Linked DNA regions of Mus musculus: all the other regions are linked to region 7. Evidence: chromatin contacts called from public HiChIP or PLAC-seq and promoter capture Hi-C data. All regions are on one chromosome and are shown on one strand. Each heading gives the region's core, a stretch centred on a gene start, on an enhancer-like site or on the middle of the called end of the contact. The rest is flanking DNA. Distances are from core to core; before and after follow the strand shown.

The links. HiChIP or PLAC-seq counts read pairs in DNA pulled down with a chosen protein or histone mark. Capture Hi-C pulls out chosen DNA fragments and counts their contacts.
Region 1: an H3K4me3 HiChIP or PLAC-seq map of embryonic forebrain shows a contact between it and region 7, with 6 times the contacts expected there. The contact joins the promoter of Ralgapb here to the promoter of Plcg1 in region 7. A contact is called at or near these places in 3 of 39 promoter capture datasets (cranial neural crest, pre-B cells and second pharyngeal arch cranial neural crest) and 4 of 115 datasets of contacts at active chromatin or transcription factors (double positive thymocytes, embryonic forebrain, embryonic limb bud and 1 more).
Region 2: a contact with region 7 is called in an H3K4me3 HiChIP or PLAC-seq map of forebrain, with 11 times the contacts expected there. The contact joins the promoter of Slc32a1 here to the promoter of Plcg1 in region 7. A contact is called at or near these places in 5 of 115 datasets of contacts at active chromatin or transcription factors (SST interneurons, embryonic midbrain, forebrain and 2 more).
Region 3: a contact with region 7 is called in an H3K27ac HiChIP or PLAC-seq map of regulatory T cell precursor, with 15 times the contacts expected there. The contact joins the promoter of Mybl2 here to the promoter of Plcg1 in region 7. A contact is called at or near these places in 1 of 39 promoter capture datasets (pre-B cells) and 3 of 115 datasets of contacts at active chromatin or transcription factors (large pre-B cells, regulatory T cell precursor and stem cell-derived neural progenitor cells).
Region 4: a contact with region 7 is called in an H3K4me3 HiChIP or PLAC-seq map of forebrain, with 6 times the contacts expected there. The contact joins the promoter of Snhg11 here to the promoter of Plcg1 in region 7. A contact is called at or near these places in 2 of 39 promoter capture datasets (hippocampal neurons and stem cell-derived epiblast-like cells), 1 of 115 datasets of contacts at active chromatin or transcription factors (forebrain) and 1 of 9 other capture datasets (embryonic stem cells).
Region 5: a promoter capture Hi-C map of liver shows a contact between it and region 7, with 2.6 times the contacts expected there. The contact joins the promoter of Ppp1r16b here to the promoter of Plcg1 in region 7. A contact is called at or near these places in 1 of 39 promoter capture datasets (pre-B cells), 1 of 15 datasets of contacts at CTCF or cohesin (large pre-B cells), 6 of 115 datasets of contacts at active chromatin or transcription factors (cardiomyocytes, embryonic stem cells, forebrain and 3 more) and 2 of 9 other capture datasets (embryonic stem cells and liver).
Region 6: a contact with region 7 is called in an H3K27ac HiChIP or PLAC-seq map of thymic regulatory T cells, with 10 times the contacts expected there. The contact joins the promoter of Ift52 here to the promoter of Plcg1 in region 7. A contact is called at or near these places in 1 of 39 promoter capture datasets (pre-B cells), 2 of 115 datasets of contacts at active chromatin or transcription factors (astrocytes and thymic regulatory T cells) and 1 of 9 other capture datasets (liver).

What each region holds. Positions count from the first base shown.
Region 1 is chr2:158,408,055-158,412,098 of GRCm38.p6, reverse strand. It overlaps Ralgapb (Ral GTPase activating protein, beta subunit (non-catalytic)), which reads right to left and starts at 2,246. Exons shown (of 30, transcript NM_001291138.1): 1 at 1,996-2,246.
Region 2 is chr2:158,608,629-158,612,333 of GRCm38.p6, reverse strand. Slc32a1 (solute carrier family 32 (GABA vesicular transporter), member 1) reads right to left here and starts at 1,576. Exons shown (of 2, transcript NM_009508.2): 1 at 703-1,576. The coding sequence starts at 1,092. Gm14204 (predicted gene 14204) reads left to right here and starts at 1,611. Exons shown (of 3, transcript NR_040359.1): 1 at 1,611-1,806.
Region 3 is chr2:163,053,137-163,057,278 of GRCm38.p6, reverse strand. It overlaps Mybl2 (myeloblastosis oncogene-like 2), which reads right to left and starts at 2,644. Exons shown (of 14, transcript NM_008652.2): 1 at 2,431-2,644. The coding sequence starts at 2,450.
Region 4 is chr2:158,372,987-158,377,107 of GRCm38.p6, reverse strand. It overlaps Snhg11 (small nucleolar RNA host gene 11), which reads right to left and starts at 1,395. Exons shown (of 5, transcript NR_164123.1): 1 at 1,220-1,395; 2 at 782-1,027; 3 at 36-114.
Region 5 is chr2:158,664,568-158,668,694 of GRCm38.p6, reverse strand. It overlaps Ppp1r16b (protein phosphatase 1, regulatory subunit 16B), which reads right to left and starts at 1,560. Exons shown (of 11, transcript NM_001159662.1): 1 at 1,446-1,560.
Region 6 is chr2:163,015,068-163,018,851 of GRCm38.p6, reverse strand. Ift52 (intraflagellar transport 52) reads right to left here and starts at 1,499. Exons shown (of 13, transcript NM_172150.5): 1 at 1,319-1,499.
Region 7 is chr2:160,729,393-160,733,426 of GRCm38.p6, reverse strand. It overlaps Plcg1 (phospholipase C, gamma 1), which reads right to left and starts at 2,117. Exons shown (of 34, transcript NM_021280.3): 1 at 2,083-2,117; 2 at 1,394-1,709. The coding sequence starts at 1,610. It overlaps Gm52567 (a long non-coding RNA gene), which reads left to right and starts at 2,680. Exons shown (of 2, transcript XR_003954082.1): 1 at 2,680-3,721.

The DNA of each region.
Region 1 (4,044 bases), core at 997-3,496, 2.3 Mb after region 7:
ACCCCAATGGCAATAAAAAGTCTCTCACTATAGAATAGACTGTCTACATGGAAGTTAACAATAAAATTCACCAATGTTCTTGTTTTGTTTGTTTTTGTGTGTTGATTGGTTGGGTGGAGGTTTGAGGCAGGCCTCTGTATGGAGCCCTGGCTATCCTGTCACTAACTCACTGTGCAGAGCAGGCTGGCCTTAAAGAGATACACCTGCTTCTTCCTCCTGAGTGCAGGGATTAAAGGCGTGTGCCACCTCACGCAGCTAAACCAACCAATGTTGCTGGAACATGGTCTTACATCGTGCCTTGTCATGGATAAGAATTCAACATTTTATTCATCTGCTGAATAAATGAATAAACTTAACTAGAGTATTCCTAAGGAAAAAGGAAAAAAAAACCCTAATGTTAAGAACAGCAAATATCTTTTATAAAAAAAGAAAACAGATGCCTCTGCGGCATGAGGTCTATGACATAAAGGGACTAAACACTATATTCAAAAAATGTTTGTCGGCCTCGATGTCAAAGTACTCCAAGAGGGAGAGACAGACAGACAGACAGACAGACACCAAGAAAAGCATGGTCCCTGCCATCAAAACCTTACAGAAGAGCTTAGGAGTACAACACAGAAAAACATGTGGTCAGCTACTCTACAATAATGCCAAGATGGGCAGGGCTCAGGGGAGGCAGAGGATCTTGAAGGGACTGTTGAGAGCTGGGCAATAGACAGAATTGATGCATATGAGAAGGTGTATGTGTTCGGGTAGGGTGCTGAGAAAACACGGAGGCCTGTCTTGTAGAAAGAACAGTGTATGCAAAAGTCCAGAGGCTAGAGAAACCATAACCATGAGTGCCGTATATTATGGGAAATTGTAAACCAACAGTTTTTGCAAGGAATGTATACATTTTTTTTAAAAGCTCTGCTAAGAATCCATAATTGGGTCTCACCCTCAAGGAGGCCTACCTACCAAAGGGGTGGTAGTCTGTGGATCTAAGGAAAAGTTCTCTCTTAGTGAACAGCTACCATCCTAGCACTCAGGAGGCTGAGGCAGAGAAATGGAGAGTTCCAGCAATAGAACAAGGGCGCGCTGGGGGGAAGGGAGTGACAATATGAATTTCTGCCAGTGGAATCCACGATCTTAACAAGCATCCTCCTGCACACATAAACTGGAGAGGCACTGTCAGACCTCTGAGATTACATGCTTTCACACTTGTCAAACCTCACTATAGCCCAGAACCACTAGGGGATCTCCGGAAAGACAAATACTAGAAAGATACTAGTATTTGTCTCCCCCTACCCTCTAGACATGGTGGTTTAATTAGTTTGAGGTGCTATGGCACCAGGAATCTTTTCAAAACTCCCCAAGTGATTTTTACCGTGCATCAAAGTTGGACATCCAATGACCTAATTGGTTAAGAACCTGGATCGGACTGTCAAGGCTGCTTGAGTTCAAATTACCCAGCTCTATGACCTTGGGCACCAAAGGCGCCCGATCGCTCTGGGCCTCGGTTGCCTGGTCCGTAGAATGGGGTAACAGTCCTGCCGTGCAGGGTGCTCAAATTCCCTATCTGGCCTGGGCCTGGCGGAAAGCAAGCATTTGCGGAGGGTGGCTGTTTACTCTCCTCGCAAGCGTCACCGTGCCCTGGGCAGTAGCATCCTCACCGGACGGCAGCAACTCCACCTGCCCCTCGGTGGACCGCATCCTCCCCGGAGTTGCCGCTGCCACTCCAGACCCGCCCCTGTCCCCAGGCTGCCAGGGGGGCGCTCCGCCAGTCCGACCCTCCCGGGTTCGCTCACACCCGGCAGAATCCGCGGGCCAGGACTGTGCTCCCGCGCCCGGTGCGGCCACTTCAGAACCCAGGAATGCGCCCGCCGACGCTCGGCCCCGGGAGCAGCGGAGGTTCAAAGAGCCCCTGCCTCAGTAGCTGCTGAGGAGAGGGAAAAAAAAAAAAAAAAGCACGGCGAGAGGGGAGGGTCCGGCCGCACCGCGCCGGCCGCCGCGTACCTGAGGCGACGGGCGGGGCCCGCATCGCTGGGCGGGCGCACCGCGGGCCGCACTCGGCCTGCCGCCTCACGCGACCCGCGCCATCCGGCCCGCGCTGCCACTGCCCCGGCCGGCCCTCCACCGGCAGTCAGTCCGTCCACCCGTCAGTGACTCTCCCAGGGCGCCCAGGGGACGACGAACACCGGTCGCTTGGCCGGCCGGCTGGGCTCCGTTCAAGCAACTTCCGACTGCCAGGGGCGGTGGCGTCAAATAATTCCCCAGCCGAAGGGACTACTGCGCCTGCGCGGCGCTGCTGACCCGCGACTTCTGAAGGGACCGAGTGGGCAGCGTCAAATAAGTCTCCGAGCCTGGAGCCGGAAGCTGCGCGTGCGCAGCCGTCCCAGAGGGCCGCGCGAAGCGCGATTGCCCACACCGCCCCCTTTCGGGCTTCGGTGGAGTGGGAGGAGTAAAGTGACGGACACTTACGTCATCGCGGTGCCAGCTCCAGAAGCAATCTGGCTTCTACATGTTCTTAGTGCAGAAGAGTAAGGGGCTTCTCTATGAAAAGTTGGCTACCATTCAGGCTAAAGGAATGTCTCACATCTCAGCATTGTAGCTCTTCCTTTGCCCAGCCCCTTATTACATGGGCGCAGCATTATTATGGGCAATGTCCTCGCCAGGCCTGACGTGCTTTAAAAGGATGATTCAGAACCTGTCACCAACGAGTTGTATCTGATCGGGGAGATAAGCTATTACTAACAAGAGATACAAGTTCGAGCACCTGCCATGCACCGGACGTTTTGCAAACAGTACCACTGTCAAGAATTTCGTTTCAACTTCCACGAGGAAAGTAACAACATTTTAGACGTACTCCCCACGTGTCAGGCTGAGAGGAAAGAGGGATGGAGACAGCTTCATAGAGAGCCTGGCCTTGTGACTGACCTTGGAACTCAGAGGTGGAGGGATCAGGGTGTTAGGCTGTGCAAAAAACACATTTGTATGGAAAGCAGAGAAAACGGTGACTGTCATCCTCAGAAGAGACCATGAACCAAGTAGGAGTGAAGAAGAAACTAGTGCCCTCGTAGAAGAGATAAAACAAGGATTCTTTAAGACCACAACCTCACCTACAGGAAGAGGGGAAGGGGTGGGTAACAATGTGCCAGGACAGTGTGTGGATGAAGCAGTAAAGTTCAATTAGACAGTTTTTGATAAGTGCTTTATCACATGGTCACTATTCCAAGCCCCTCTCTCCTTCCCACTTCTACACTACAGAGGCCAAAAAGCAAAGCCCCCTCCCCTGCTTGACAGCATACCAGTGAAACAAAGTTCTAGTCCATAAAGCATAAACCAAAGTTCCAAGGGAGACTTAGGATATAAAGGAAGTCCTGAGAAATTTTGTGTCCTTCAACTTTCCCCAACTTCATGATTGGAACCATGGTATAATACAATGCCAGGAGATGTGGCAGTCATTCTGAGATCTTGCAGAAGACTCTACTATAAATGTAAAACAAGGCAAAGAAACCTGCCTCTTTAGGACACACCAAGGAAACTGCATGGACTCTGTACTCCTTTCCTGCTTTAAAGAGGGTGGTGGGCCTTATTTATACCACAATCCATTGAGTTTTCTGTTACTTGCGACCACATTCCTAACACCGAATATTGAACATCTATGGAAGATCAGACTGATAGGGTTGAAGAGGAGTGGGTGATGGGAATTGGAAAAGTGACAGACACGGAGGACTGGGAATCTTTTTAAAGCACATGGAACTGCAGACATAGCTTAGTTGGTGGAGTATTTGCCTGGTGTGTTTGAGGTCCTGGGTTTGATTCCCAGTACTACACAAACCATATGTAGTAGCATATTCATCCTTGAACTTGTTACACAGAGTGCTTTGGGCCAGCTTGGGCTACATAAGGCCATGTCTCAAAATAAAAAAAAAAAAAAAGGACTTGGAAAAATGAAAATACCTCTAGTCCCTCCACCTTGAGAGTTTAATTCATGGCAGACTTAGTTCTTTAGTTTTTTTGTAGGGAAGCTACAGGGGAGAGAGGTTTCCATTCCTTTAAATG
Region 2 (3,705 bases), core at 327-2,826, 2.1 Mb after region 7:
CAAGTGGGTGCTGTCTGCTTGAGTGTGTGTGTGCGTGTGCGTGCGTGTGCGTGCATGTGTGTGTGCTCACGAGTTAAGATTAAGCTAATGCAGAGGCACTTGCTGTGTAAAGGTATTGCTGCTATTGCAGTGTCTTGTGGTATGGTCAAGTGCATTTAGGGTAACCCTGCGAACTATAAATAGATGCACGTCATATGCCTGTTTGTTAGTGAGGAAGGGGACCGTGTCTAGCCCTGTCCGCGTGCACGACTTCTGTATGTGTCACGAGGAGGAGACTCCCTAGCTCAGCTTTCTCCCTGTCCTCCGAAAATGCAGCTGGGACTCCATTCTGGAGCTCAAGGCTAACTCTCCAGATCTTGATTTTCTTTCTTCTTCATTCTTCCCCCACCCCGACTCCCGCCCTTCCCCATGTCTCCAGCTTTTGTAGGGTCTTTGGATTTGTGACCCGCCCCCGCCCCCACCCCAAACCTCAGCCAGGCTGTCCTGTAGCAGGAACAGCAAGAGTGGATCTGAGGAGAACACCGCCTGGGGGCGTAGATCCCTATGGCTAGGAAGGTCAGAGAAGGGGAGATAAATTATCCAGTCCTGGGAGAAGGCGGCATTGAAACCTAGACCTCTGCGGGGTTCGTGTGGGGGCAGAGCCTGGCAAGGACAGCTCAGGTGGGGGGTGATGGCAAGCAGATTTGGGGATCCCGCACTCACCTGAATGGCATTTGTCACGTTCCAGCCCGCTTCCCACGCCGTGATCTTGGGTTTGTCGTGACCCCCGAACTCCCCACCAGCTCCCACGGCCTGGTCCTTGGAGCCAGAGGGTGGCAGAGGAGCGCCGCCGCGCTGATAATGAATGTCTCCCTCGACGGGAGCTTCTGCGCCCTCGTCTCCGCAGGGCTCGCCTTCCGATTTCAGGATGTCCATCTGCAGGCCCTGGCGATGCTCAAAGTCGAGATCGTCGCAGTGCGCGAAGCCCACCGCTTCCTCATCGGTGGCCGCCTGAAACCCCATCCTGGCAAACATGCCGCTCACCTTGGCCTGGGACTTGTTGGACACGGAGGTGGCCACATTGGTCAGCTTGCTGCGGAGCAGGGTGGCCATGGCGGCGGCGGGGCGGGAGAAAAGGACAGAAGGGTCTGGGGACGCGGCGGGCGCGCGTCAAGGCAGCGAGGACTGCTATCTCCGCTGGGTCTCCGCGCGGCGCCCCAGGGCGCTCTGGCTCATGACCCTCGCGCCTGACGTTCGAGGCTGGCCCCGGTCACGACAGTCTGGCTCTTGGTGGGACCGGCCCGAGAGGCGACGAGTGCACTGCAGAGCTGGTGCGGGTGCCGGCTGGGCTGCGGAGGGCGGCGGCGACGGCAGCGTCAGAACAGCTACGCGAGGCTGGCGCGGCGCCCCCACGCGGGCGCAGCCCAATGCGCTCGCACCCCTCGGAGTCAGGCGGTGCGTGGGCGGAGGGCGGCGAGGGGGAGATGCTGTCCAGACCAGGGGGCGTGAGGTGGGGGGTCGGGACCAGGAAAAGGGGGCACCAAAGGTTTCGGAAGCGCGACCGAGGCTGGAGAGGTGCACCCCTGGGAGGTCGGTGGGAAGGAGCGCGCGAAAGGGTGGGGGCCCCCCAAGTGCTGCATTTCTGGAGGAGGTGCTAAGCAGACGTCCTGGCCCGTCCCACCTTGCTGCTGCCACAAGGAGGGAGGAGTTCAGTGTGGGCTGGTTCTCGAAGGTCCCCACCCTCGGAACTATCTTCCAGAGTCCCGGAGCTGTGCGGGGGCCCCGGATCCTCTGGCTAACCGTCCGGATAACCAACAGGACAGACAGGTGAGAGTCTCTAGAGCTAGGCCGGCCGATCGGTCGTCTGTTTGTGTCTCTGCCATCTATCACTTGTTCTGCAAGTCCATCCTGATGACAGAAGTGACTGTCTTGGATTACTTTTGAAGAAAGTCAGCCCTGGGTTGGACCATCTGAGCTGTTTCTGTCGTCCAGGGATGCCGTGGTAGGAGCTGGTGCCTCACCATCAACTGCGCGCAGTGGAAGGGAAAGGCTAGCCTTTGGGCGCTCTCTCTGTCTCTGTCTGTCTCTGTCTGTCTCTGTCTCTGTGTCTCTGTCTCTGTCTCTGTCTCTGTCTCTCTCTCTCTCTCTCTCTCTCTCTCTCTCTCTCTCTCTCTCTCTCTCTCTCTCGGAGGGATTCTGAGGACGCCCCCTCGCCCCCTCGGTAAGCAAATGCTTATCTGAGAAGGTCAGGATAGACGAAAGGCAAGGCGAGCTGACAGCCTTGCGGACCGGAGCTCAGAAACATGGGTACGCTCGGCCAGGCTAGGATCACCGCCCCCGGACTGAGAGAGCTTGGATGTTTCTGTTGAGTGTCATGCGAGTGCGCGCGGGCACGAAGACGAAAGAGATCCAGAGACAAAGACATCGCATTAGATACAGCTGTGGGTTGGCGCTGTGTGAACTCTGAGCGGCAGCTTTGGTAACCGTGCGTATTCCGTGTGTGGTTTGCTGCGCAGCCGAGTTTCATTGCCGAGCTGGCGCTTCTGAAAGGAGTTGCCTTGCGTTCGTGCTGGCGTGAGCCCCTTTGTAGTCTTCATGAGGCATGGGTCAGCTACGGCTGCTTTCTGTGGGTCCCTGTCTACGTCCCCAGCTGGGTTCTCTTTCAAACTCCTAAGCAGCAAACCACGAGATGGGACCCAGCCTAGATGAAGGAGAAGCATTGTTGTCACTGAGCCTAAGAAAGCTGACAGAAATGACAAGGACTCCCGCTCCTTTTCTCCCGTCTGGAGACTCTCTCTCACTGGGAACCCCAGTCTCTACCTCCCCTGCGGTATTTTTTAGATTAGCTCAGGTCAGTGCACAAGTAGGGCGGCCTGAGGGCTTTGACCAGCAAGTAGGAGCTGCCAGGACAAGACGGGCTACCCCTAGTCACCCCCCTTCACCTCAAGCACTCTCACAGTCTCTGGAAGAGGCCTCTATCCCAGGTTGGGGACCTTCGTACAACAGACAGAGTGGTCTTCGTCACTCCGCCACCATCCCTTCCTTCACATGCCCACTGCAAAACCCCCACCTCCTGCTAAACCATGACCAAAATCCTTCTCCCCAGCAGGTCGAAATCTGGCCACCCTCAGGCACTTGACAGAAGCAAAGAGAGTAAATGCAGGCACCTCATCTTCCCAAAAGGCTTTGGACAGAAGAGACTCTTCACCCCAGAACTTCATCCAGACAAGGGTTTCCGTCCCCTTCACTGCCCCCCTTTCCTGGAGGAATTCTTTTGCCCACCTGACATATGTATCAGAGGGACCTAGTACCTTTGTAGTGACCTCTTGTGCCCCTCCACACCTTAAGATGGCCATGGATGCCTTCTTTGACGAGGAGGTCCCAAGTACTTAAGCTTCTCCTTGCTTTGCCGTACAGTGCTTTTGTTACAGGAAGCAGGAAGGGTTTTTTCATCAGTGAGAAATGGGGCCGTTTACGTATCCACTTTTTACCTCCCTAACTGTGCATGGCTATTCTGTTGGAATTACCAGAGCAAGTGTAGCCGCCACCTGTACTTCTTACCCCCAATTCTTGGCTCTGTGAGACCCAGTTCTGAGAGATCACTTGATTTATTCTGTCTTCCATCTTCAAATATCCTGACTGGGCCTCTTTTTATTCCTAATTTTACAGATAGGCAAACCCACAAGGCTGCAATGCAATAAAGTGTCCTGCTCAGTGTCAGCCAGA
Region 3 (4,142 bases), core at 1,395-3,894, 2.3 Mb before region 7:
TCACACTATGAATGCTAGTTAGGGACTGGAGAGCTGGCTCCACTAAGGAACATACTGCCCTTGATGAGGACCTAAATTCAGCCTCCAGCACCCTTCCCACAACCTCCCAGCTCCAGAAGGGTCCAGCCACTCTGGCCTCTGTGGGCACCTACACGCAAGTGCACAAAACCACCCACAGATACATAACTAAGGGAGAAAGGCAAACAACCAGTTTTTCACAGAACTTGGTTAATCCTTCCCCGGGACCTGCACTCGGTCACCTCGAGCAAATACGAAAGGTTAGTCAGTCATATGTAACTGGGAAGAGTAGAGATTTCCAAACGAGCAAGACGAGCCACACTTTGTGCCCACAAGTGTGCAGCGTTGGTGTCTGCACAGCCCTCCCTGTCTTCCCTCACACTCAGCACAGCCTCCCTCCCTGTCACTCCTACACACATACAAGCACTCTGGAAAGCCAGGTCCAGCCCTCAGCCCCAACCTCTGCTCTTGACTTCACCCACAAAGGTCAGCTCCAACTTCACATCCTGGAATTTGGCACAGAAAAGGCCTAAAGAAATATTTGCCCAGGGAAGGAGTGGATTTGTGAATGAATGGATACTTGCAAAGATGCTGCCTACGAAACAATTCTAAAAAAAAATCCCGACGAAAACGAAAAGAAGTTCCTAAGCCTAGCAATACGCGTCACAGAATCCAGAAAGCAGATTTGTATTGTCAGTGCTGACCCAATGCACGCCCCACCTACCATTGTAAAGCAGGAGGCAAAATCTACTAAACATTATCAGTTGAGTTTGCTTCTCCAAAACCCAGCACGAGGCCCAGATTCTATTAGAAGCTCAGCCGGTGTCCTAGGGAAAAGGCTCTGTGTAAGAGAGCCTGAAGCCTCAGTGCTGTGTAATAGTGACAGTATTTGGAGGGCGGGGGTCCTTTGAGATAGGTATCTCTATGTTGCCTTGGCTGCCCTGGAACTCACTCTGCAAACCATGCTGTCCTGTATACTGAAGAGATTCACCTGCCTGAGTGCTGTGATTAAAGACATGTGTTGCTGCTACCCGGCATGGTCACACTATTAAACAGATGGGAGTATCCATCAGTCACACACCTTCTTGCGCATTCTCAAGGGCTCCATTTAACAGACGGGAAAAGTGAGGCCGACAACGATTATGTCACACCAAGCTCCACATTTTTACACCCTAACCTCCCTAGGAACCGTAGCATGAAAAGCAGAGGCCAGTGTGCTGTTTAAAGAAAAGTCACACTTTTGTATATACACATACCCTTTCTCTTGCCCTTGTACGTTCTGGGCTATGCTCCAGGGAAAGGTGAGTCAGAGGCCAAGAGGGAAGTGGGCCACTGGGGTACAGGGAGTCACACCATGTGGCAGAGAAAGGCTCGTGAGGATGCAGGGGCACAGAGTCCACACTTCACAAAAGAGACCCTCAGATAAGCCCGGGGCTCTGGGATTAGTACTTCCAGATGCCCTTCCTGGGCACTGAACTGTCCTAGACACCGGGGCATGGGAAGCCACCCTGATCAGCACCCACAGACCAAACCAATACCCAACCCAGCCACGAAGAACTCTGCAAGTAAGCAAGCAGGCATCTCTGTGCCTTATCTTCATCCTAGGCCAGGTTCGGCCATCTGAAGACGGTGGAAAGGCGTTCTGAATTGGAAAGACCCAGAAGGAACACAGCAGAACCCAATTATCCCACGCCTTAGAAAGGCTGGAAAGCCCCGCGATTAGGCCCCAGATACACAGGTGTCCCAAAAGTCCAGACTTGACCCAGCCACCTAACCTCTAGGGAACTAAGAGGGAAACCCAGTTCCTGCCTTTGGCTCAGAGGCTGCTAGCAGAGCAGTCTCGTTGCACACCAATAGTCTTTACTCATCCCCAACTGCCCAAAACTAGCGTGGGACAGGAAGAAGGCTTCTGAAACCAAACCGAACCGGCCGCCGAAACCCCATGAGACAACGAATTCCCCGTCTCGCATCCCGCGGAGGGCCCAGGGGCTTTGTGCTTCCCGGAATGCTAACAAGAAAGGAACGCCAGCAAATTCGAGCCACTCTTGATCGACAAGTGTCTCCCAGGCTTCTGCCTTCCACTCGCTGCGACAAGGGGAGACATTCTCCCTACCCAGTAATGGGCCTCCAGCTGACACCGCGAGCGACAGCCTTCCTTCCCCACCCTGCAATTAGGCGGGAGATGATGGACCTCACCCAGGGCTGGGACCCGGTCTAGAGGGGGAACCCGCGCTTTCAGACTCCCGGGCCCAGGAGGCCCAGGAACCGAGCGAGGGGGTCCCGATAGCCTCTTAACGTGGCGCGCGCCCCTGCATCGGGCGGCGCAGGGTGCATTTCTCCCGGGGATCCCCATCTCACGCTTGCCGACCCAAGGAGAAGGGAGAGGACCCCAGCGCGCCCGCAGCCTCTCACCAGCGCGTCCGCCGAGACATCCCCCCGGCCCGGACCCCGCCGCACCCTTACGCCCGCCGGCCGAGCCCGGAGCGGGAGCCGGGCCGGGGTCAGGACTCAGGCTGCTCGAGCCGCTCCGGGCCCCAGGCGGTGCTCTCAGGCGTCAGCGTGTCTGCAGGTCTGGTCGCACGTTCCCAGGAACTGCAGCTGCCTAGGGAGCGCACAGAACCACTTTCCTATCTCCCGCCAAGTGCGTCGGCGCCGCCCGGCCCTGGCGCGCGAGCGCAGGGGCGGAGCATACGGAAGGGGCGAAGCGTACAAGACACGAGGGGCGGAGCCCGCGCGCCAGAACCCTAGGAGGGGCCTACTGTAGGGGCGGAGCCCAAGCATGGGGAAGAGGGGAGTGGTTTACCGGAGGGCAGAAACCGAATGTGCAAGCGGGCAGATGCTCTGTTAGTTGGCAATCTACTGTGTCCAGATACACCTACCTTAGGGATTCAATGAGGCGCGAGGCCTGGCTCTGTGTGAATCTTAGATAGACCCCGAGCCACACACATAGCAAAGACTGGAAGAACTGAATAGGAGAAACTTCCCGCCCAAATTGTCACTGCTTGGGACGGTCCAAGCCACTATCCCTAGAGCCCCCATGCTCCCTTTGACTGGGTTTGTATCTTTTCCTTTGCAAGCCTCTTGCTTCTTCAGCTGCCTCAGAGAGACCCAGCTCAAAATCCCAACATTTCTCTCACCAAACTTAAACCTCTCTTCTGTCCGGGTTAAATCTTTGTAACTCCATTTAGTAACGGCCTTCCAGATCACCACGCCAAGACACAGAGAGGCGAAATTAAGTCTTGCAGCTTTTGCTTGGGCCGTATTTGGACCAGGAACTCCCCACATCTTCCCCGACTGGGGTCTCCTGCCCATCTGCTTGCATTTGTGCGCATTTCCTCTGCTGAACTGTGAGCATTCTGGGATCCCAGCAGCCTTTCCTAGGAAATGTATTAAGCCCAGGGGGAAGGCTTGTTGGCTTACGTTCAATTTCTGATGGCAAGGGTTGTCTCTTTCAGGTTGTCATTTACTACCTAAAAACTGAGTGTCATCTTACTGGGACTCCCTGAAAGGATAGGAGCCTGGAAGAACCCCAGCCAAATGCCCTTTAGGCTCAGGCCTCAGATCTCTTTCCAAAAACTGCTGGCCCCTTTTAGACAGTACAACTCCGAAAACTTCATTTACTACAGAAGGATGAAGACTTGAAAGCTACAAGTTTTCACCTGGCTTAATTCAAGGCTTCCCCCCACCCCTCTCCCTTCAAAGGAGTTCATGTGGATCGCTGCTCTTCACGGCTAGTGTGCTTTACAGTGAGATCTCCTCGGGGGTGATTCCCAGCCTACCTTTCCCTAGTTCCATTATCTCAAATTATCAAACTTCTCCATGCCTGCTTCCTCACCTACAAAAACAGTTCATAGAAACCTTTGATCTTCATAACAACCCAATGAGTTATATGCTTGTATTACCCGATAGCAGATGGAGAAACTGAGGCACTGACTTCCCCAAACTGTAGTTCTAGAGTTTATAGTAAGGAAAGGGGTAAGGAAAGGGCAAATGGCTTTCCTCCTAGCATCTTTGGCTTGTTTGCAAATTAAATGGATAGGAAATAGATTAACGGGAGGAAACTCAGGTTTAATTACTTGCATATCCATTGGAGTCCTGTAAAATAATGACATCATACAAAGGCT
Region 4 (4,121 bases), core at 146-2,645, 2.4 Mb after region 7:
TCCCGGAGGGCAGCCATCTTAGGTTCAGATCCTACCTTGGGAGCGCTGTGGTCCAGCTGCTTCCTAGCTGGACAGAGACACCTCTCATGTCCCCTCTGCACCAAGCTGTCAATTCTGCAATAAACAAGAAGCATTTAAATCAGCATCTAAATGTCACTTGGCCAAGTCTGACCTGGGCAGAGAACCTGGTGCGACAGCCAAATACAACAGATACACCCGAGGCTGGATAACTAATGACGCAGCACTTTCTCCTGAACAAAGAAAGATGCTAACAACACATTACCTGTCAGAGAGCACTTTTCAGATCGTTCCTCCAAGCTCTGATAAACGGCAGCGACTCCAAAAGGTTTTTTATCCCATCTCCTGCCAAAGAACCTCAAATGGAAAAATGCTGGCTAACTGGCTAACCGCTGGCTTCAAAGACCTCAGCCATATGAAATCTACCTGCCCCCACTCGAAGACCAACTTACGTTCAAAATGAGAAATCGGTTTCATTCATACCACAGGGCATAGCTACCATACAGCCAGGCACTAGGGTTCAAAATAAGACAAGCAGCCAGATCTGCCTTTGCAACTTCCCTACCTGGGAATGAAGGAACTAGTTCACAAAGGACCTGAGGTCTTTATGGCCTGAGTCCAGACTCCCAAGCTTTCCTGCACAGGGTCTTTGCTAGGCTGACCTCTGAACCTGGGTGAATTCCACACTACCCCTCTGCTGGTGCCCATAGGTAGGCTAAAATTAGGTGGCACTCAGGCTTCAAGGTGCACCCGCAGCACTTACCGGGATACTTGCTTCCTGGATGGTGGCACCCACCAGTGAGTGCGGAGAGTGGGGAGAGGGGTGTTGGCTGCCGCAGGTTTTGCGTCGTCATCCTTGGTGTCAAGAGGGCCTTGCGGCAAAGGCTCATCTGGGAAACAGCCCTTGGGAAAGGGTTCAAAGCAAGGCGCCACACAGGAGTCCTAGCATCCCGTCCTAGGGTCCTGGGCTTATCAGCTTGGAAGGACGCAGGTCAACAGTCCGAGAACCCTGTGTAAGAAAGGACAAGAGGCTTCGCATGCCTCATGAACCTCACCTGGGTTCAGCCCCCAACCCTCCACCTCCGCCCGGACACTAGCACTGCGTCCCCTGGTCTTTCTCTCCTACCGGCTCCCTCCCCTAAGGCTGGGCGTAAGCTCAACTGTAGCCCACCGACCCTGCAAGGCGGAAGTCCCAGCCTACCAACGATCTCTTTTCCAGTACTCCAGGAGGTCCATAGCTCTCAAGGGTTGGAGGATCACGCCTGCACCCTAGCTTCCCGGCTCCTGGGTTTATCCGGTTAAAGAAGACTGGAGGTCTTGGAAGCGGCCAAGAGCGCAGAGCCGAGGTGACTTGCCTAGCAGGCTGAGTGCGTGAGTGAGTGCCGCAGTGCGGGACTGCGCAGGACACTCCCCGAAAACCGCAGTGTCTGCCCAGCTGCGGCTGCGCGCGCTGCAGTCTCCAGCTTCGCCTTTGCGCAACTGGCCAGTGGGCGTGGCTCTGCAGCGTCCCCTGCAGGAGTAGAACCGAAATGCTTACTGCGCCATCGAGGCTCTCCTTCCTTAGTCCTAGCTTCCATTCTTCCGATCAGTCCATGCATCCATTTTGCCAGAAAATATGTGCAGAACGCCAGCTTCCTCTCATCCCATTAGTCATCTATCATACTGACCCACCTGCCTTCTTATGTATCTATTCATCTGCATGCATCTGTCTGCCTGTCCATCCATCCATCCATCCATCCATCCATCTATCCATATACTCATCTAGCTTTGCATCCACCCATAATATCGTATCAAGGGCCAGACTACGCACTAAAAAATAAAAGGAATAAGACAAACATGATCCATAACTCGGCTATATTTTAATCAGTATGATAAACAAATAGGCCAGAAAATTCAACCACTAAAAATCATAAGTGCAGGGCTGGAGAGATGGCTCAGTGATTAAGAGCGCTGACTGCTCTTCCAAAGGATCCGGGTTCAATTCCCAGCACCCAGATGGAAGCTCATAACTGTGACTCCGAAAATCTCACACCCTTACACAGACATATATGCAGACAAAAAACTATTGCACATAAAATAAAATAAATGTTAAAAAAAAACCATAAGCACTACAAATGAAATAGTGGTAGGCAGATTGTGACAGTGGTGACCTATTTATTTATCCAGCGTAGACATCAGGGCTGTCTCTGAAGAGAAGACAGTCTAAAGCCTGATGGAAAATAAGGAATGAATTATGGAATGTTCAGTATACTATATCCAGGAGGGTTTGCACAAAGTGAAGTAGAGACATCAAGCTCATGCAAGTGGCTCAGCAGTGCTTCTTGTTTTAGTTTGACTTGCCTTTCTTGAGACAGGGTCTCTATTTAGTCTTAGCTGTCCTGGAACTCACTACATAGACCAGGCTAACTTTGAAGAATTCACAAAGATCCTCCTGCCTTTGCCTTCTGAGTGATGGGATTAAAGCTGTGTGCTACCATGCCCGGCTGTTTCATGTGCCCTTTTTTAAGAGTTAGGTTGATGTGTGTGTGTGTGTGTGTGTGTGTGTGTGTGTGTGTGTGTGTGTTTGGTAGGCACACATGTCATGGTGCACATTTAGATATTGGAAGACCGCTTCTGAGTTGGTCTCTTCTACCACGTGGTCCTGGAGTGGTTTTTGGTTTGGTTTGTTTTTTTTCTGAGACAGGATTTCTCTGTGTAGCCCTGGCTGTCCTAGAAATCACTCTGTAGACCAGGCTGGCCTCAAGGCCTCAAACTCAGAGATCTGCCTACCTATGCTGGGATTAAAGGCACGTGCTACCACTGCCTGGCAGGTTGTCATTCCTGAGGACACATGCCTTTACTGGTTTCACCATCTAGTCCAGTCTAGCCATGTCATCCCAGTATGATACGACTCTGATACCTTGATCTCAATGCAACGAAGGAATACAACCAGCAGCCAGTATTTTTGAGCACACAAAATATTTCAGGTGTTTTGACCCATTTAATTATTATTCCAGTATTACAGACTGAATGGTGACTCCCTACCCTAAGTCCATTTTGAAACCCTACCTCCCACCATGGTAGTATCAGGTTGCAAGATCTCTGAAGAGGGAAGTGATCAGGTTATGAGGGTCCCCTGGATCTTGCTTCTTCCTTCTGCCACTTGGGAACAATAGGAAGGCATCCATCAGCCTGTGATACGGGAGTGGTGTGAGGCAGGGCTCAGATTCTGCAGTGCCTTGACTTCAGACTCCCAGTGTGATGCTGAGCCAAAATACCAAGGAAAGCAACTTAAAGAGGAGAGCTTTGTGTTAGCTTTTGATCCTTTGGCTTTGCGGTTTCAGGGCCTGTAGTGAGGTGTCAAGTGCTCATGACAAGGAGTGTGTGGTGGAACAAAGCTGCTCCTGGAGGCCAGACAGCAAAAGAGAAAGGGCTGTGAAGTGGAAACGTAAGGGTTCTTTGGAAAGCCGACTGGATGGTGTTTTGTTGGGGCAAACACGTGAAGGAACGTTTAGCTGAGGTGGACACAGGTGAAAGGCTAAGGCAGACTTGTGAAGGAATGTTTCACTGAAGTAGACGCAGGAGAGGGGATGGATGTTCTGCTAACGCAAGCAATGTGCAAGGACAGGTGCTGAAGGGTTCCTTGCTAACATCACACATGAATTGGTCCACCTTACACTGAGTAGTTGAGCTGCATTTATCCGGAACTCCATAGACAGAAATGCACCAAAAAACTTCTGGTGGTGTGCCAAGGCTTTTTTGCTGCTTTCACAGACTCGGGCTGATTGGCAGAGTGATATCAGCTGAGACAGACACATGTGCTGAGGCAAGGCCCATGGAGGGCACGTGATGTTTGGAGGGAGTATAAACAGAACTTGTCGGACAGGGACAAAGGCTGAACTTGGCTTGCTTACAGAGCTAGTCTAGCTATGCGAAGCTTGTTGGTCTCCAGTCTCCACTGATCTTTGTTTCACTGAGAGAGGCACAGCTGAGAACTTTCCCCAACATTCCATTGACCCTGGTCCATTCTGCTGACTTGTGCCAAGGCTGAGACCTGGCTGTCTCTGCTAGGTAGTGCCATTGCTGCTGATTCGTATTTGCTATCCTGACACTGTTGAATTGGA
Region 5 (4,127 bases), core at 311-2,810, 2.1 Mb after region 7:
TTCACCCCACTTCTTAGAGATCTGTGGTGATGGGGAACCGAGTGCAGGGCCCGCGGGCAGACAGCAAGTCTTCAGCTGAGCTGTGCGGAGCTCAGCCTGGAAGGAAAGCTCCCTCCCCACGGAGGCCGTTTCTACTCCGGTACCTTACTGGCTGCAGGAAATGGCAGGATAAGGCGCACAGAGAAGTCCCCCCACCCCACCCCCCGAGGGCCTGGAGCGACCGCCAGCCCCTTCCCCAGATAGCCTGGAGGGAAACGGCGCCTGGCACTATCGGGCTCCGGGTCCTCTACAGAGGGCGATTCACAGGCCGCACCTGGTGCTCCCGGGAACCAGGAGCTGGTGGGCGCCTCTGACAGCAAGAACAGGAGCCCTTTATGAGCAGTGTAATCACATGGGCGCACAAGCACCGGCTTTCCGTTCTGTGCAGCCTCATCTCTGCCCCCCCCCCCTTCTGATTCCAGGAGAGCAAAGGCTTCCAGGCCTGGCCAGTAGTGGTGGCGCTCCAGTGGGTTGCAGAGAGGGCCGTAGTCACAGCTCACCTAGACCCGATTATCCGCCCGGGGCTGGAAGCTGCATCAGCAACATCTTCCGTAAAGCTGGAGGCAGGGCTGGGAGGGGAGCGCAGAGGAAGAGAGTCTGCATCCGCTACGGAGGCGGGTAGGAGAGCCTCCGGCTCCTCGCTCCCACTCGGGGCGATCAGGGTGCTCTGCGTGACCTTGTGGGAGACCCCTCAGTTGACCTCTGGGGTAGGGCTGCGCCGTTTCTGCCTGTCTTGGGCGCTCGGGGGCGCTGCTCCCTGCGGGAACGGATGCGCGGGACTCGCGAGGAGTGGAGCGCTCTGGGCGCCGGGACCCGCAGCTCGCGCCCAAGGCGGCGGGCGAAGAGGCCGAGAGCATCCCTTCTGGGGAATCACCCCGCCGGGGGCTACCGGGACCGACCGACACTCTCTAGGGGTGGAGATCCCGCACTAGGTCAGGTTTGCCCTTAGGGACGCCTGCCCCCGGGACTTTTCCCACCCCCGGAGCAGCGCTCTCAGCGCGCTGCCTGCCCAGACCAAGCGCCGCCACGCGAGGGGGCGGCGCCCCCATGCCGGGCTCGTAGACCGCTTGCCCAGGGCGTCTGGTGTTCTGTGGTTTCATCACCCAGCCTTGTAACCCTGGCAGACAGTAGCCCAGACAGACCACGGACCTCACATCGCCCCCCAGAATCCAGCCATCGCAGCCCTGCCAATTCACTCTCTACACCAGCCTCCCCATCCGATAGCGAGATGTGGGAGACTGCACCTTTCCAGCACACTCCACCGCCACCGCCCCCCTCCCCAATTATCTTAAGCCACCCTCCCTTGGCTGAGCCACCCCTCTCCACCAGCCAGACTGGAAGGGCCCGAGACACCTGCCCGCCGGATCCGCAGAGTGCAGAGAGGAATGCGGCGCCGCTCAACTCACCCGCTCTCTCGAGCCCTACCCCGGGCGGCTCCGGCCCCGGCTCGATCCGCAGGTCCCAGAGCCGCAGCTGGTGGTGCGGCGACAGAGCCAGCTCGGCTGGGTAGCGAGCCACCGTGCCGCCTCTTGACTCCTCCCTTAAGGCGGAGCCTCAGCTCCCGGGGGAAAGGGGTGGGCCCGCGCATCCCCAAGGGGCTTGTCACCGAGCAACAAGAAGGTCTAGATCTTAGCGCCCTCCAAATGAAGACCCCTTTTCTGAGCTGCAGGAATTTGGAAGCAGCTGAGACACAGTCAGGCTTCAGGATAGTTCTCCTTGACTGTGTCCCACCTCTAACCTCCAGTACAGACAGGGGGGGAAGCCAGGGTGGTATTTTATTCCCATTTGACAGATAGACCCAGTGAGGCCCAGAAAGGGATAATATCCTACCTGTAGTAGCAGAGAATGGGGTCAGTTCAGTGCCCGAAAGTCAATCTCCCACGTTGAGCTTGATTCTGAAGGCTCCACAAACATCAGGAACTTGGCCAGGCCTTATCTAGAGGACGGGGCTATATAGATAGGTCTTTTACCTGAGAAAAGGCAATAGACCATGGCCTGTGACGTGGAGTCCAGTCACTCTTTCGCTCTGGAAAGAGGGGAGGTGAAGAGAAGGAGGAAGGAAGTGGTCATGCCTAGGTTGATGACTCTCACCAGCTGAGGTGCCCGGAAGATCTAGGCCCAGCTGCTTCCTTGAGGTTTCCTGCTAAGAACAAGACCCAAACGCCCTGGGTTTCTGTCATGTAACCTAGGCGGCTGCTGGGCAGAAGATCCTGCAGTGTGTGCCTTCCCTCGAAGGCAATGGGTTTAACTCTGTTTAATCTAATTTTGAAAGTTGCTCCTTTAAATTGCTCCTCCCCCCAGGGAGAGGGGAGAAAGTGGACAAAGAGAAAAGCCCTATCCCAAACATTCTCTGGAATCCGCATTCCCTGAAAGCTGACTTTAGAACAATGGGGTTCTCTTCTCCACAAAGGGCTTTGTTCCTGCACTTTCCCAGCCTCCAGATTAGAGCCAGAGGCACCCAGGGCTAAGCAGCTGGGGAGGCAGACAAGATTCACAGTTTAGGTCTCAGGGATCCTCCCGTAATCCTGTTTGAAACACTCAGGGATAGAACCATAGAACCGGTAAAGCCGGGAGCAACACCAAGTGTACTGATTTCCTTTTTATTTTCTTTTAAGACAGGGTCTCACTCAGCAGCCCTGACTGGCTCAGAACTCACTATGTGGATCATGCTGGATTTAAAAGCAAGAGATCCGGTGACCTCTACCTCCTCAGTGCTGGGATTAAAGACATGTTGGGATTAAAGGCAGGGTCACTACACCCTGCCTGATTTCCTACTTGCTGAATACACTCAGTTACTTTTCTTGGAGGAGCAAAACCCTGTGGGTTGAGTAAGGAAATATAGCTCAGTGGATAGAGTGCTTGCCTAGCAGGCACAAAACTCTGGGCTCAGCCCCCAGTACCCTGTGTGTACACCAGTACCCTGCATGTGTGCCAGTACCAGGTGTGGTAACAAACACATGTAAATCCAGCTCTCAGGCATACTTATGGATTTGAGGCCAGCCTGTCTGTGCCACATGAGACCTTGTCTTAAAACAACAAAACCCACCTCTGGTTGGGTCCTTCGAAGACTTCCCCAAGTCTGAAGTCCCCTTTCATGTGCCCGAGGCTCCCCGCTCAGTTCATTAATAATCCAGTTGTGAATGACGCTGTTTCTGGAGCAATTAGAGACAGCAGAGCAGGTGGAGAAGGCTTAGAGTGAAGTTTAAAATAACCCAGAGGGGCCATTGTTCTCTGCAGAAGGTTTCCATCAAGAGCTGTGGGCGGAGTGGGAGGGGAAACCATCTATCTCTCTTCTAGGCATGCACAGAACTTAGAGCCTGGGTTCCCCCCCTTCCCCGAAAACCGAAGTCTTGACTGGGGTAGGGGGTACCAAATCTGGGTGTTGTACAGTTCACTGACATCTCTCACAGTACTAGACACCCAAAGGGAAGGCATACTGTACTCAGGGGACCCCTGCCTCCTCATTTCAATCCTACTAGGAAGCTATAGCAATCAAGACCGAGACAATGTGGTAAAACTGTAAGAACAAACATACAGACAAATGAAACAAAACTGAGACTCCAGATCGAAGGCTTTGCATCTGCAGCCCCTTCACCAGGAGTGCCAAGGCAGCTCAGTGGAGAAGGAACAGTCTTTAATAAATTGCTCTGGGGAAACTGAGTCACATGCCAAGGGATGAAGACTGACCCCTACCTCACACCACAAACAGAAATAACTTAAAATGGATCCGAAGTTTAACCTACTTGCCTCTGGAGTTTTATTCTATACAGTTTTACTCGATAGCTCAGGCTAGCCTGGAACATGCTATCTGGCCAAGGCTGGTCTTGAACTCCTGATCCTCCTCCCTACTTTTCGAATGCTAAGGTACGGACATGCACAACCACTCCTGGCTCCCAAACCTACCAACTTTCATTTTAGACTTCAGTCTACACAAACAAGCAAAATAAATTTCTGTGATTTAAGCCATCAATCAGTCCAGGATATTTTGTTATGGCAACCATAAGTCAACCAATAATGACCTACAGAACAGGAGGGAATATCTGGAACATATAAGGAACTCTTAGAGCTCAGTAATAAAAAGAGAACTC
Region 6 (3,784 bases), core at 250-2,749, 2.3 Mb before region 7:
TGGGTGCTGGGATTACAGGCACATTGCCGCCATGCCGCTGCCTCTCAAATGACTTTTTTTTTTTTTTCCCTGTTCTGAGGACCAGGCAGACACCCAGGGTCTCATGCAGGCAGTCTATTAACTAAGCTGCAGCCTTAACCCCTTCAATGAAATTGAAAACATTTTGTCATGTTGACTTCACATGACACGGCTATTTTTTTGCTTGTTTTCTTTCTTTTTTTTTTTTAAAGATTTATTTATTTATTATATGTAAATACACTGTAGCTGTCTTCAGACACACCAGAAGAGGGAGTCAGATCTTGTTACGGATGGTTGTGAGCCACCATGTGGTTGCTGGGATTTGAACTCTGGACCTTCGGAAGAGCAGTCAGGTGCTCTTACCCACTGAGCCATCTCACCAGCCGGTTTTCTTTCTTTCTTTGTTTATTTATTTATGGTTTTTCGAGACAGTGTTCCTCCTGTGTAGCACTGTCACTCTCTCTGTAGACCAAGCTGGGGTTAAAGGTGTGTGCCATCACAGCCGGCTAACAGAGCTGTACTTGAACATGCTTGTTTTCATTTTGTGTACCTACAATGCTGTACTCTGCCTTCTCCAGTTTCCTGATTAGAACGTCACAACGATCATGTTAGTGATATTGACCTATTACTACACGGTGCCACAAAGAACCCAAACATCACAGTACTGAGATTTATATTTTTCTGCTTTTGAGACGTATTTGGGGTGGGAGCAGATTTCTGGGAAAAGTGAATACCCTTCTCTGAGTACTGAATTGCTCTTAACGGAAGAATACACTTCGAGGTAACAGTTTACTGTAGTTTAACCCCACCACCTCCTTCTGAAGGAGCAGTAGATCTGGGGTCCTGTCCTATTAGAATTAGAAATGAGTTTCCCTAAGAATAGGATAAGGTTTAAAAATCGGTAATAATAAGAATATTGAAACAATATTTGGGTAGCACTGCCCAACCATTCTCTTATTTTTTCTTCAATAATCTAACATGGTATACTAAATTTTGCCAAAGTGACGAAAAACACCAAGCGTGGTTGCAACGATAGCTGAGTCTGATTTGATGGCTCCCCATCCTAGGTTTTTTCATATTCTACAGGACTACGACAAATCCGCGCAGTCCGAGGAGCTAGAAATTCTACATCATCGCCAGGACCAGTTCCCAGCCCACTTCCGCGTCCTCAGTTTACCTCTGCCGACCTCGGGATTCCCACAAGGCTGGCCTAGGGGTCTCCAGAGCGGCATGGCGAGGCCGTCATCGTCTCCAGCCAGACCAACGACCTGGCGGCCCGCACAACCCGACCTCTCCTTACCTGAGGCCAGAGGCCGCCAGGTATCCAAGGCCGCGCGCCGAGAAGGCGTGGCTCCGGGCCCCGAGTGACTTCCGTCGTGGCGTGATGACGACAGCGCGACAGACGTGCTGTGTCTGGTGGCTGCGGACGCTGGGGGCTGTTGGGTAGGGGTTCGGGGCTAGCGCTGGGCTGGCCCGTTTCCCGGTAAAGACTGTATCCAAACTGAAGGAGTCACTTTTTAATAGGGAACCTATATTGTTCATTTGCTAGCAACTGCTATTAAAGACCAATAAGATGGTAGGTCCCCAGGCCGGGAATTCCGGCCTGCCTATGGGCGGGGACTGCTGCGGCAAGCCACGCCCCGGCCTGGCCTGGACGCAGGTTCCGGGCAGGCTCTTGCCGGGTAGCGATCAGGAGACCTAAAATGCCAGGTCTTACCAAAATTTAGAAGTAGAAGCTGGGGTAGGGAGTGGTGACGCGCCGGAGATGTAGTACTATTGTGGAGCTGGGGAAGCGTTTCGGGAAGAGGTACTGGCTTGGGCCAACGGTTGCCATGGAAACGGGAAACACGCTTGCTTCCGCAGAGGCTTCACTGAGAGAGGGCTGTCTGTGGCTTTGTAGTCAAAGCCTCTGCAGCCTCAAAACTTGGAGCAGGCACATGTAGGAAGCTCAGCAGTTTTTATTTTCATCTATGTCTTAATACAGAGCAGTATGCGTTAAGGATATTAAAATACACAAGTTTTAAGGCACTTTTCACGACTGTGGTTATGACGATTTTAGAAAGTGGGAAAGAGTGTGAAAGAGAACGATCTCTTCTCTCCCACTGAAGATCAAATCCAGAGCCTTCCACATCGTGAGCTGTACCATTGAGTTAAGTCTCAGCCAGGAAACTTTTCTAGTGGAGTGCTGCAGAATTGAATAGAGTGTGCAATTAAGGATGCAAATGATCAAGTGTGCAATTAAGGATGCAAATGATCAGGATCTGGACTTGGGCAAGTCACGGGATCATTCGGTACTGTAAGTGTACTAGAAGTGCCAGGACACCAGACCGGGAGCAGCTCCTGGAGCAGTTCTCTCACTGTACCAAGTTGCAGAAGGAGCTTGAGGGTTTTAGAGTCAGCTGCTCCGAAGTCCGGTGTCTGAGAAATGACTTGTATCTGGTGAACTTGAACATGCTGCTTAATTGGAGCATTTTCTACGTGTAAATTGAGGATAGATTCTAAAGGTTTATTATGAGGATTATGGATTGAATTGAGATGGCTCAGCAGGTAAAAAGGCTGAGCCTGACATCCTGAGTTAAATCCCCGAGTCCCACATAATCGAAGTAGAGAACCGATTTCTGTAAATTGTCCTCTTGACCTCTACAAGTATTCTGTGGCATGTTTATGCGCGCGCGCACACACACACATACAAATATGAATCTCAATCTCTCTCTCTCTCTCTCTCTCTCTCTCTCTCTCTCTCTCTCTCTCTTGCTCTGTTTGTTTTTTTTCAAGACAGGGTTTCTCTGTGTAGCCCTGGCTGTCCTGGAACTCACTTTGTAGACCACGCTGGCCTCAGACTCAGAAATCTGCCTACCTCTGCCTCCCAAGTGCTGGGAGGTGTGCGCCACCATCGCCTGGCCAAATACGAATTTCAAAAGGATATATTTTAGAACACTATGTATACAGTGTTCTGCCTACATGTATGACTGCACACCAGAAGAGGGTACCAGACCTCATTATATATTGTTATGACCTACCATGTGGTTACTGGGAATTGAACGCAGGATCTCTGGAAGAGCAGCCAGTGCTCTTAACCTCTGAGCCATCTCTTCAGCCCCCATCAATACAAATTTTGAAATGGGATATTCATATATATATATATATATATATGTATATATATATATATATATATATATGTCAGTTTCATAGTATACTTGTTCATTTTCTATCTTGGTGAAGCATTCTGTGACTTTACAATCTTAGAACAGCTGATTGTGGACTTCTGGCAGCATGTTCAGGTTTCGGACAGTCACCCTCCTGTAAGAGGGAAGATTTGTCCTCTCCTTGTGTCTCACCTCTAGCAGTTAACCCACACTAGGAAAGATAAGAACCAGTTTCTTTCCGTATCAAAGCTTAATAGTAATTCTTGACTGAGCTTTGATCTCCAATAGAACAGTGTTGCAGGTGTTCTCTTTGGTTTTTAATGTGTCCCAGCCCTGAGCCCTGCCTCCCCTCTTCATTCCTAGGGCAAGGGACAAAGGGGACAAAACTGAGAGGAAAGGAGTGGGACCAAATATAGAGGGAAAGTCAGTAAAAATCACCAGCATACACTGATTCAAAGAAAAGTCCTCCCATTGTCCCCAAACCAGCCAGCTAATGAGGCTACCCTGAAGTGTGTGCCAGGAGTTTGTGGGAAAGAAACTAAAGTAAAACAGAATAATCTACAGCGCATGGGCAGTGTCTTGAACATGCATCACATGCCCACGTCTGGCTAGTCAGCATT
Region 7 (4,034 bases), core at 868-3,367:
AGAGCTAGCTACCGGGGAACTAATGCCACCACTTAAACACAGGAAATACTACAAACGTAAAATGCCATGCCTGCAACCTGATGTCTGAGTGATGTCTCAGGACTACCGGAACTGTCTGCAGTTCCATCCCCCAACACTGAAAATCACTGAAATGTTCTTCCAGCGGAGGCCAGGGCTGATGGGCACTGGTGATGGTTAAGGGCCAATTCTGTCAGACCTGAAGTTTGTAGTTGAGGATGGCTGTCTTACCACAGAAACCTTCCTTCCTCCTCATCTCCTCACCCATCGACACACATGTACACCATCCCCAGGAAGATCTGTGGGACCTTCTCTCCGTTGTTACTTCCTGACACCACCCCCCCTTCTCTAACACAGACCTGGCTCTTAGGCTAGGTCCCTTCAACCATAGACTCTTTGGGGGTTCTTGTAAGAAACATCTCAAAGCCTGGAGTTGCAAAGACTCCTCATCCTGCCTCACACCGAGGAAAATGACTATCAGAAAGAGCCGAGGTTTCTCAAAACTCCTGACTTACTTCTCCCACCAGAGACTTGTGTGTAAACCCACCACACTCAGGTCTGGGAAGGCTACGACAGGAAACCAGAGGAGCAACTCTGGGCTACCCTGTGGTCACGAGAACATCCAACACAAAGGGCTGGACCTCAAAACCCAAGGCCAGGGAACCTTTCTGAATGCAAGCTCCTTGTTATATGCTGCAAGGGCAAAGGAGCCCTGGCTCTAGCTTTGGATGGCTGCCTAGCACCATGGACCTCCAAAATTCAGATCTGGGGCAAAAAAAAAAAAAAAAAAAAAAACCATCCACGGGACATGGGGAGGGGGAAGCAGTCACGGTTTTAGCTTTCATACCCCATCCTCCCAAAGAAGAGGGAGATGAGTAGGCCCGCTCTGCTCCACAACCAGCCCTACCCCAACATCTGCCTAAGTTCTACATGAGGATTCCAAAGGTTCTTGCGCCAATAAGCCCATCCCGGAGCTCTTAGGAGTTTTCACAGACAGCACACTCTGGAGAAATGGCAGTGGGCAGGAAGATCTTGTCGGTTCCCCAGGTTCTCAGGTTGGATGAGGGGGTCCCTGTCTTGGCTTCCCCTCACAGCCACTGACAGCCGCCCGATGCTAAGGGCCGGAATCCCACTCCACTTGTCCAACCAGTGAGGACTCTTAGGCCTCAGGGCAAAGTGCCTGGAACACTCCCCCCCTACTGGGGGAGGGGGTGTCCTATCAGGTGATCCAAGACCCGGATGCCCCCCTCCACCCGCCCCAGAGTGACCACCAGGGACTGGGCGGAGACGGGGCGCCAGGCGCGAGGCCCGAAAGTTTGCCCAAGTGTTTGGGAGGCGGGCAGGCGCGAGGCAGGCCGGAGTGGGGCGCACTTACTGGACCCCTCGATTTTGTCCGCGCCGCGGCTCCATGTGATCTGGCGCGTCTCCAACTTGACCTGGAAGGTCTTCCGTTCTGGCCGCTGCGACTTCTTGGAGTAGAACAAAGTCATGACGGTGCCCACCTCGAGGCTGCGGCAGAGGTGCAGCACCTCGGCTTCGGAGGGTGCGCCAGGCCCGCAGCCGTTGGCGCAGGGGGTCGCGACGCCCGCCATGCTGCAGCGACCTCGGCGACGCAAGCCGGCGGGCCCGGAGCGGCGGAGGCGGAGGCGGTGGCGGCGGCCGGGGAGGCGAGCGGGACCCGGTGGCAGCTCCTGCGGGCGGACGCGGGGCGGGGACTGAGCGCGGGGGCGGGGCGGGGTGAGGCTCCGCCCTCAGCGCGCCGGGAACAAAGACGCTCCTGGGGACGACCCCCGCCCACCGCCGCGCCTGCGCCCCGCAACCCGGGGCAGGCCGCAGCGGGCGGACCTGGACACCTCGGTTCGGCCGAGCTTTCCCCGCGCAGGCCTGACACAACGCGGGGCACGGCCGCCCGTCACGCACGCAACCCCGCCCACAGGCTGCGGCCCGTCGGTCCGACGCGCGCACGGGCCTCCGGCCCACACGGGACCCGCCGCGGCAGTGTGCACGCCTCCCAGGGAGCGAGGGGGCTGCGCGACCCCCAGCCCTCCCGCCGAACCCGGTTACCTGGCAAGGCTGCCGGGCGGAGGGAGCCGCGCCAGCCTGGCCTCCTCACACCCGCGGTGGCGGCGGGGGCGGGCCCTCCGCGCACCCTCTCCGGGGAGGGGCGCACTCGTGGATTGGCTAACAGGCCGTGAGTGACAGCACGCCTGCCACGCCCCCTCTGCGCAGACGTCTTTTGCAAGGGCTTGAGCAGACAGACGGGTTCTAGGGTGGCCTTGGAGTGTGGCCTCTGGGGAGGGGGCCACGCAGGTGTGGGCAGGGCCCTCAGACTCTCGGACGCGGGTCCGGTGGCCTTCGAGGCCTCTCGCGTGGTCCGCTGCCCTCCTCACGCTCCGCCCGCGCCCTACCTGCACTTAGTCTCCGAAGCTCTGGTTTGTCCTCTGCCTCATTTTCCTCTGGACTCAGTGCTGGGCCAGTTGCAGGGTGGCTTCCCCTCTGCGCAGACACAGGTGACCCCAATCCTGGGTCTCCCCTGACCTCCCGACCCAGGCATCTCGTCATCTGCGCCACAGCCTTGCTTGCCATCCTCATCACATGGCCCCTTTCACCCGCTACACCTTCTCTATATGGCAGTGAACTCCTGAATTTGGAAGACCCCACACCTTGCAAGAACCTTTTTTCTTCTCTCCCTCATCCCTAAGTAATCCACTGAGGCTCTTCCCTCCTGCCTTTGGGGCTCTCTCCACTCTACGCACGATCCTGAGGACCCCTCTTCTCTCTGTGTACACTATCCTCTTGGGTCTTGCCTGCATCTGAGCTTCAGAATTTACCACTAAAGCCTTTGAAATTGCGTACGTGAATTCCCACTGTGCTTCAAATCAGCACAGCTTCGTGGCCCAGCAGTCCTGTCTTGCCTTCCCCTATCTCTCCTGCTTCATCCCTCACCGCGGACTTTGCCTCTATTCTCCAGACATGACACCTGTCTGTGACTGTTAAATAACTTAAAATCAATCTTCCAAAAGCCGTTCTCTGAACAGCACGGGTAAACCCGAGGGCATCCCTTGATCCTGCCGTCTGGCCAATGATGAGCAGACAGTTAGTTGGACAGCTACCCTGCAGCTCTGGACAGCATCTGCATTTCAGAGGTGAGAAGTCCCACACAACATCCCCTTGCAGGAAAGCTCCCCTGGGATTCCTGAGACTAGAATTTGTGATGTATGGGTTTGGACAACCCACCCACCTGGGCCACCTTCGCTTTGCCAGGCAAATAGTGACAGATGCGCTATTTCCCTTGAGGGTGGTCTCAAGAACGTCCGAATTCTGTATACCACTGAGGAACTTTGTCCTGAGGGACTGGGGAGTTGAGATAGACTGACTGCCACCTAGTGACAGGCCTCTGATGTAGGCGGAAACTGGACTTGAGGTTGGCTTGCACAACTCATGATCCTAATTATCTTCTAATCAAGGTTTCAGAGCCCCGTGACTTGAAGTCAGGCTATGTAATAAGTGGGAAGCTGAGTGTCTGTGTTCCACAAGAGAGCCCACTGGGTGAGAGGTAATCCTGGTGGCCATTGGCTAGCTGGCCAATCATTAAGTAAGAGGAGCTGTGTCTTATGTCTGTAGGACTTCAAGAGAGGCCAAATGGTGTAAAGAGATGGACATATGTATTTTGAAGGGAAGGCTGGAGGAAAGTACTTTCCAGGTATGAATAACAGCATGTGCAAAGGCCCTGGGGTTTTTACTCAGTGGAGGGGAATGGCCAGCCAGGATGATTAGACAGAGAGGGCAGATGGAGCTGAACAGGGCCTTTCCCTGCCTGCCTGGTCTGGCCGGTTCTCTCAGGAGACACCCTCTTAAAATGTTGTAATCGTTGTTGAGCTTTCTGTGCCAACTCCAGCAGCCTAGAGGCTACAGTATGCTTTAAAATTCTATTTTCTGGGAGCTTCCTTGTGTTCAGCCCAAACCTTTTTTGCTTTTGTGTCTGTAACAAGACCCCACCCCCACCCCCAGGGGCT